3 separate regions of the Mus musculus genome follow, and regions 1 and 2 are each linked to region 3. The links are chromatin contacts, called in public Micro-C and promoter capture Hi-C maps. All regions are on one chromosome and are shown on one strand. Each heading gives the region's core, a stretch centred on a gene start, on an enhancer-like site or on the middle of the called end of the contact. The rest is flanking DNA. Distances are from core to core; before and after follow the strand shown. Region 1 holds the start of Tspan11 (tetraspanin 11). Region 2 overlaps Tspan11 (tetraspanin 11). Region 3 holds the start of 9330179D12Rik (RIKEN cDNA 9330179D12 gene).

The links. Promoter capture Hi-C pulls out the DNA fragments that hold promoters and counts their contacts. A called contact is a pair of places that touch in the nucleus more often than the background predicts.
Region 1: a Micro-C map of embryonic stem cells shows a contact between it and region 3, with 2.0 times the contacts expected there. The contact joins the promoter of Tspan11 here to the promoter of 9330179D12Rik in region 3. A contact is called at or near these places in 3 of 39 promoter capture datasets (embryonic stem cells and trophoblast stem cells), 2 of 484 Hi-C or Micro-C datasets (both in embryonic stem cells), 1 of 115 datasets of contacts at active chromatin or transcription factors (embryonic stem cells) and 1 of 9 other capture datasets (embryonic stem cells).
Region 2: a promoter capture Hi-C map of trophoblast stem cells shows a contact between it and region 3, with 13 times the contacts expected there. The contact joins the enhancer-like site here to the promoter of 9330179D12Rik in region 3. A contact is called at or near these places in 4 of 39 promoter capture datasets (cranial neural crest, liver, pre-B cells and 1 more), 3 of 484 Hi-C or Micro-C datasets (B cells, embryonic stem cells and pro-B cells), 5 of 115 datasets of contacts at active chromatin or transcription factors (the NIH/3T3 cell line, astrocytes, forebrain and 2 more) and 1 of 9 other capture datasets (embryonic stem cells).

Annotation. Positions count from the first base shown.
Region 1 is chr6:127,886,183-127,888,882 of GRCm38.p6, forward strand. It overlaps Tspan11 (tetraspanin 11), which reads left to right and starts at 1,440. Exons shown (of 8, transcript NM_026743.3): 1 at 1,440-1,696.
Region 2 is chr6:127,931,674-127,934,373 of GRCm38.p6, forward strand. All of the region lies in intron 3 of Tspan11 (tetraspanin 11), which reads left to right. It overlaps Gm38903 (a long non-coding RNA gene), which reads left to right. Exons shown (of 2, transcript XR_869464.1): 2 at 1-2,700. Among named protein-coding and RNA genes, the nearest start is that of Gm38903, 4.4 kb to the left of the region's middle. Within about 2 kb of position 1,333, at least 13 of the 459 cell types and tissues checked have an H3K27ac peak or open chromatin away from gene starts, as enhancers often do. A contact at or near this core is called in trophoblast stem cells, where this site is marked.
Region 3 is chr6:127,147,953-127,150,652 of GRCm38.p6, forward strand. It overlaps 9330179D12Rik (RIKEN cDNA 9330179D12 gene), which reads left to right and starts at 1,437. Exons shown (of 3, transcript NR_040274.1): 1 at 1,437-1,611. It overlaps Ccnd2 (cyclin D2), which reads right to left. Exons shown (of 5, transcript NM_009829.3): 1 at 2,630-2,700; 2 at 712-927.

The DNA.
Region 1 (2,700 bases), core at 190-2,689, 740 kb after region 3:
CTTAGCCCATCTTCCATTGCTTCAATGAAATACCTGAGACTGAACAAAGTATAAAGAATTAAAGTCTATGGCCCATGTTCTACGGGTCAAAAAACAAACAAACAAACAAACAAATGGCCATGTCTGGCAAGGGCCTCATACTGTGTAAGGTCATGGTAGCAAGTGAAAGAGGGGAGTTATTTCTTTCAGAAATAAGGGGCAACACCATGCTATACAATAACCTCTGGTCTGTACACACACATGCTCATGCATCTGTATACACACGAACACACATCTGTTCACAGATGAACACATCCACACACATGGACATACATTCACACAAATAAAAACGAAATAGAAATAATCCACCCACTGGAGTAACCAGTCCACTGCGGGAACTGAGAAATGAGTCCTTACCACTCAAATGCTCTGAAAGGCCCCATGTCCCTGAACCCTAGCCGCCAGCTCTCAGGATGAGTTCCGAAGGAGACAGTCCCTATCTCATCTCTGCTGTGACAGGGCATTCTTAGCAGCCAGCTGGCCTCCGTAGCTAGGAACCCTCAGCTTTGCCTGCTTCCTGCGACTGAGTGGTCAACCTCACTGAATTTAGAGTCACCTAGGAAACGCACCTTCCGGTGCTTCTGTGAGGATGTTTTCAGAAAGGTTTCACTGAGGGATTGTGTGTGAAAACAGCTACATGGGAATCTGAATAACAAAGAAAAACAAAGCAAGCAAACTGAGCGCTTACATTTGCCCCTTCTGCCTCCTGCCGTCAAACACTCAGTGACCAGCCACTCCTGCTCTGGTGGCAGTGCCATTCAGTCTGTGATCCCCTGCACACTCGAATTTCCAGACAGAACAAACCCTTAAGTTTCTCTTGTCAGGTATTGTGGCATTGCGAGGAGAAAAATTAATAAGCTACCAAGCCTTGCTCACTGCAGTCAAGGCTGGCTAAGCACGGGCTGTTCCTCTTAGTAAATCACACAGGGTGCTCACCCACTGGCCGGGCAGTGTGTGTGTGTGTTGGGGGGGGGGGGGAGGGCGGTCAGCAACTCTTCACCCTCACCCACTGGCAGAGACTGGGTCTTGGTTGTCTGTCCTTCCACTGTGTTCCAGTACGGAAAGGGATCTGGCTTTTCTTTGGTTCCAAGGAGGGTAAAAGAAATGATGGTCCGCAGGATTTTGACTCCCCACCCCCACCCCACCCCACCCCCAAAAAAACCGGTTCCTGTGTCTCAGGAGTGAGGAGAGAAGTGGGAGGCTTGTCCCTACATCCCAAGGAACCTGTCATGGATTCAATTCTTCCGGGATCCTGGAATTTCCCCCCACTTCATGAGGATAAATCTAAGTCTGGGACAGTGATTACTGATGAGTGGGTGGGACGGGACAGAGGGCCATCCGCCTCTCTTCAGCCCCACCCCCTCCTCACAAGTTTCCTGGAGCCACTTCTGCACAACTGCCAGGACCGAGTGCTCAGTGTGCTCTGCTTTGGGTGGGAAAAAAAAAAAGCCAGCTCCAAACAAAGAGCAGCCCCGGTCCCGCCCGCCCCGGGCCTGTGGGCGCGTCCCCCAGTCTGAGTGAGAGGGGCAGCCAGCAGCCACCGCGGGCCAGTGGGCAAGGAGCGCAGGGTGGAGCGGGCGGCTGTGGCCAGGACAGCCACAATCACAGCTCCGGATTCCCGATCCCTCGCTGCATCCAGCCTGGCGGTTTTGGCCGGGTAAGTGCAGGTGGCGGCGGGAGACAAGAGCGCCGGTGGGGTTGACATTAAAGCACCAAGCCGTCCTGGCATGGCTCCTCCAGCTCAGCTGCCCGTCCCTGGCACGACCCCAGAGGGGCTCAGTGGCCAAGAAAGTTGCCCTTGGATGAGGATGAGGCAGCGGTGGGTGCGCGCATGGGTGTCGCACTGTGCTCAGCGGGGTAGGGGTGGGGTTGGTACTACTCTGAATGTCTGCCTTGCCTTTCTTGACTGGGTTGCCTTTAACTTTGTGCGCCCAGCTTTGATAGCTTGGGCCATACAGAGTGTCCTGTGTATGACTGGCCCTCCGTCAAATGCCCCCCCCCCCCGCTTTGTTAATCCCAAATACTAGGGGCTGTCTCTTGTTTGTTAGCAGAGGCAAAATGCCAAGTCCGTGGCTGCTGGACCCCATGCAAAACAGGGTCTGCTAGCTGCTGGCAGCTGCTGAGTCTAGGACACTGGGGGGTTGGTTGTTCCTAGGCAGTCTGCCGTCCCAGGCTGAGCTATCCACCTGGGCCCTGTTGTGTATCAGTGGAAACTGAGTTAGGCAGGCCTTGTCACCTATGTCTACGTGCTTGGCTTCCTGTGTTGAAGAGAGAATGAGGGGGATTCTGGAATGTAGGGGTTTTGTTTGAATTATGCAGTGCCCACATGTGACTAGTTGTAAAGCAGGGAGAGGACTAGTTGGCGTCTTAACTTGGGCTTAGATTGCAGAGAGCACAGGAAGAAGCAACCAGAGGCTGGCAAGTGGCACATATTGTGGCAGGAAGTAGGAAGGGGTACCAGAAGAAGAAACAATTTCTAGAAAATTCCTAAGTGCACTCCAGGGTGTAGAGTTACAGTATCGTAGGGTCTTGGGGAGAAAAAGAGGGTAGGATTGAGCAAGACTAGATGGTCTGTGTTTAATTAATGAATCACTATGAGACAGCTGGTGGAGTTTGGCAGCCTGGGCTTAGACCAGAACTTAGTAGGGAGTTTAGCTGCCA
Region 2 (2,700 bases), core at 83-2,582, 780 kb after region 3:
CTCTACCTGGTCATTGCCACCTCCAGCAGCATGCTTGATAAATGCAGTTGTCTGGTTGGTTGGTTGGTTGGTTGGTTGGTAGGTTGGTTGGTTGATAGGTTGGTTGGTTGGTTGGTTGGTTGGTTGGTTGGTTGGTTTTTTGTTTACAGCCAGTTAACTTCCTCCATCACCCCTCACCTCCACACTTCTGCAGCCAGTGCTGCATCACACATGGAAGGCTGGATGCTCAGCCGTCAACCTCAACAAGGGGTTTACACTCCCCACAGATGCTTTCTCCTCCAAGGGCTTTGACGTTTCCCAACCCCCAGGCTATCTGTTCCCTGGAGCCTGACGTCTCCTCTCTTGATCCTGGTAGAAATGTCTCCTTCTCGGTTCCCCTTTCTCCATTACTCTTTTCCTAGAATTCTCACCACTAGCAACCACGCTGTAGCCCCATCCTGGACCCCTGCCACCATGCCCTGCCCTCATTACAGGTTTCTCTATCTCCCTGTTAGCCTGTGAGAAAATGGGAAAGCCCAGACCCTTCCAGGGGTTCTCAGGCAGGTTAGTCAGGTCCTCATCCATAAATCTATCAGCAGGAGGATCCTCGAGATTCCTGGGCTATGTGCACCACTCCATCCCCTCCATGGGGAGCCTGCTTCTCTCTCTGCACCCAGCCGCAGGCCCTGTACCCATTCTGGATCGTGTTGTCACTCAGCCCATTCAGATGGAACTCCGGGAAGTCCCGACATGAAACTTGGTAGGCACCTGTCTTTGGCTGGTCTCACAGGGACTATGTTTTGCTTCCATGGTGCCTGGACACAGGCAAAGTGGTCCTCTTGGGCCCCAGCAGTTAGCCCTGCACTCTGGATGACCTCTGCACTTCTGGAATACCTCCTTCCTCCTCAGGACCTGCTAGCTCCCTCGCTGCACTGTCTCAGCTACCTTCATGCCAGTTCTGGTGCTGTCTCTGCCCAGCCCCCCTCCCAGCCACCCCCCAGCAGAGACTGGCACCACCTCCCAGCTCTCAGGTGGGATGGCTAAGGCCCAGCATCTAGCTAGGTAAGGCTGTGGCCCGCTGACCCAGTCTGTGAGCACTGGACTGGCGCCAGGAGGACTAGAGGTCACCTTTGACCTTCCAGCAGTGACATCTTGTTAGAGGAATGACTTGATGCTCCCAAGTCTACATCCTCTCTCTTCTGCAAATAGCCAAGTGCCTCCAGCTGGTGGGTAATTGTCAGAAAATAATTTGCCCCAAGGTCACTTGCTGCTTAAACAGCTGGCTCTGTCTTTTCCGGTTTGGCTTGGTCTGAAGTCCCTGGTCCTCCCCCATTCCCTGCTGCTGTCATCTTTCACACTCAGCTGCTGAGATTTTCAGTGGGGGAGGAAGGGCTTCTCACTGCCGGTTAACTTTGGCCACGTCTTGAGTCTGCTTTTTCTTCAAGACTATTCTGAGCATAGCCTCATATCTCCATGAGTCCCGGCCCTCCTGGACCAGCACCTTAACGGTTATGTGGTGGTCTGCTGGCAAGCCTTGCAAACTGATTTTGTTTTTGCTTTTAAATCTCATGTGCAGAATGGTGAGGGGGACCAAGGAGGAGCACTTTGGTAAAGCTTCCTTGTTTGTGGCAGAGTCCACACAGCAGCGCAAGTCTGAGATGGCAATTTTATAAAAGTCTTAAAACTGACCTCAAAGATAGCAAAATAGATGCCGAGCTGCCGCCCTGCGTCATTTGCCCCTGCGTATCTGACCTAGAAATTACCAGGCACTTGGCTTGCCCCAGTGTGGGGTGAGTCCATCTGAAGACTGTTTCTAATTAACTGCCCTAATGTCCTAGGGAGACGTATTTCTACATGTTTCCTGCAGAGCCTCTCATTATAAAATACACTGGTTTCGTTCAGAGACTACTGTGCAGTCCCAGAGTCCTCGCAGCTCTGTCATTTTAAAAAGTATCTAACTTTTTTTTGAGTTAAAACTGTTCTATTAAAGAATTATCGGGGGTGGGGGGAGGTGGGGAGATGGTTCTAAGAAATAAAGACCTCGCTGTGCAAACATGAGGATGGGGGTTCGATTCCCCCAGATCCATGCAAATGCCACATCTATGCAATTCCCATGGCAACACACCTCTTCCCCAGGTCACCAAGAGCGAGAACATATGGAAGAAACAATTCCACCCGAGTCCACCTTGGCGGAGCAATGAGTTTATTGGTGTTTGTCACAGGAGCGTAGGGGACCAAAAAGCAGCTTTCTGCCTGGAAAGCTCACTCCAGTACAGATGAGGCTGAATCCCTGGCACTCCACGCACATCTTGCAGCCAGCTCCACCCAAATGTTCCCCTGTCCAGCAGTTGCTTCCTGCTTATGTAACCTTGGGCAGAGGCCTATGACTCTTGTTGCTTTTTGTGTCCTGAGAGGATGCTTCCCTTTGAAGGAAGTAGTTACACAACCCTAGGCATCACTCCAGCCTCCTGACCCTTGCTCAGGTCACACTGAGTAGTGCAGATGTGTCCTCCCAGACAGGCAGAGTCAAATCCTTCTAATGCTTGTGTTCCTGGGTCCCATCGCTCGCTTCTTGGCAAGTGAATAACTTTCTCCAGTCTTCTTTTGTGCATTGCAAAGTGCCTAGGGACACATATGCAAATTAACTCTCAGCATCAGCCTGAGAACCTGAGGGGGAATGTGTCTCAGACTTCCCCAATCTCTAGATCATTGACATGTCTG
Region 3 (2,700 bases), core at 187-2,686:
AAGCAGGCCCAGGCAATGGCAGCAAGGGGGAGGGAGTCGATAGAGGGGGTGGTCTTCTTTCACCAGTGCAAGGTGTGCAAACCACTGTAAAAGAGAGCTGCAGAACCTTCAGTGTGTGGCATTAACATGGGGGTAGGGGGAAGTGCATGAGAAAAAAAAAGGTAGATGGTTGGGAGAAAACCAAGACAGGACCCCCTGGGGACTGTATCCAGGTCACTGTGCCTTTTGGAGCTGAACTCTCATGCTTCAGATCCACCAATAGAAAGGCAGATGTTGATTTTGCATCCAAGTTAATATGTTCATACTTAGTGCTTTGTTGGTACTTAGTGATCAGCTACTATGTTTGTCCATGAGACTTTATTGGTCTTTAAGACATTACCTGTTACACCTCCAGGGTCTTGGGAAACAACACAAACTAGAATGTGAGAAATCAGACCGTGTTCTCAGGGTTCAGTGGAAATCTGGACCTTAATTATAACATCATTAACTAGAATATTCTATTTATGCCCCCCCCCCACCCACACACACAACAGAATTTCACCCTCATGAATTTCCATGAGGCACTGATAGCTTTGCTCACTCCCTGATGTGGGAAGACTAGCTCTCTCCTACTAAAGGACATCTTTTTTTTTTTTCTTACAGTCTTGGTTAGTGTGGCGGCCTTAGTGTGATGGGGAAGGGCAGAGTCAGGAGCAGGGAGGGCGGCATTACCAGCAGCTCCTGGGGCTTCACAGAGTTGTCGGTGTAAATGCACAGCTTTTCCGCAGTCAGCGGGATGGTCTCTTTCAGCTTGGAAGCTAGGAACATGCACACTGCACCCAGGAGCTGAAGATGGGTCTTAGGAGTCGGGACTCCAGCCAAGAAACGGTCCAGGTAATTCATGGCCAGAGGAAAGACCTCTTCTTCACACTTTTGTTCCTCACAGACCTACAATCAAGAGTGGGGTAGGGTCCGAGGGGGATAGGGAAAAATTAGTATCAGAAACAGAGGGAAAAGAAAAATAAAAGCATAATCTGAGATAACAAAAAGAATTTTTTATGTGTGTGTGGGGAGGGGGAGGAGAGTAGAAAGGATAGTAAGAATAGAGATGAGAACGGTGGGGTAAATCCGAAGGGCTCCTGGGGTTCGGGTATTCCCGCAAAGCTGAAAAAGGTGATGAACTAAAACCTCCACAAACCCCAAGGCAAAGCCCAGAGCCGCCGCCGCCTGCCGTTCCCTCTGGCTCACTTCTCAGCACACCAACTCACTCTTTTTTGGATTTCGTCATCTTTTCAAAAAATCAATAAAAATATTCTGGAAGCTCCGAAAGTCTACTTCTTGGTCTCGTTCGGATCCTCAGATCCTATTCTACCATTCCCGACAATTGAAAAAAATGTCCAGGGTGGTCTCGGCGGTCCAGGGGCCGCTGTTCGGTGGGTGGGTGGAGGAGAGAGGGGGAGGGAGGAGGAGGAAGCGCGCCTCGGCCGGCCGCCGCAGTTGGAGTCGGAGCAGGGGGGAGCAGTTTCAAAAAATTATTAAAAATCGAGGGAAAATCCTAGAAACGCTCTGTGGGCCTGAAAACCCCAGAGAGGTCCCAGGCTCCCTGGAAAAGAGGTTTCGGGTGTCCGTAAGGTCGGTATCTCCACCCCAGGGGCTCTAGATCTCAGTGGGGGAAACTTGCGGAGTGTTCGGCTGCGGCCCACAAGGGCAGTAGCTAGGAAGGCTGTGCCTGCTGGGGGTTGGGTGAGACGAAACCAGGGAACCCCCCTCCAGGAGGCATGCGGGACTCTGACCTCTCATTTGGGGGTGCCCCCTAGCCTGCTCTACACACCTCCTCCCCCGCTTCCTACCCCACCCAAATCTGCGCGCTCAAGAAGCAGCCAAACTGTAAGTAACCTTGGTGAACCGAGGGCTGGGGAAGAGGGCACGATCAGAAAGAGGGTGCCCAGGATCATGGGGTGCTGAGAGGGGGTGGGGGCGCCGGCGAATGTTGCCAGTCCTTGTAAATGGAGTTTGCAAAGCAACATGGCGAAACCACGGCAGGTCCAGAGCTGTGCATACGTGGGCACCCTGCTCTCTCGGCAAAGATTGCAAGCAAGGCTAAAGCAGCGGTTCTTTCAGATTGCCCTAAACGCACGTTTTTTTCAGTATGACTTCCGGGGCTCTCCTGAATTCCCTGTTTCTCCCCCACCCCCACCTCCTGCCAAAGTGCCAACGCGGAGTCCTAAGGCTCAGACGGTTTGCCCCAACCCTGAGAGTCGGGGGCGGGGGGGGGCTCTTTATATGTTGGTATGGATTGTTAGGTCGCAACACCCTCTGGGGCCTCACTGAAGGCAGCCGGGGTTGCTTCCACACCACAGGTCAGAAATGGAGATGGGAAGACGAGGAAGCCACATGCAGGCACACGCGCGGGATGCCAACCCCCCGGGGGGGGGAGGACATCCTCACTCACCCAAGTTTTCCTCCACTAGTTAATCTAGCAAGGGACAGAATTAGCGTCTCGCCCAAGGGTGCGGGGCTACCTCGCGCACGAGCGGGGGAGGCCAGCGCAGGGGTAGTTCTCCCGCAGTTTTTAGGATCTCTGCGTGTTGGAGGTAGGGATGGAGCGGCTGGGCTTGCCTCTCCCTGAGAGCGTCGCCCGCACACCTACCTCTAGCATCCAGGTGGCCACCATCCTGCGCATGTACGGTTGGATGTCCTTCTGCACGCACTTGAAATAGG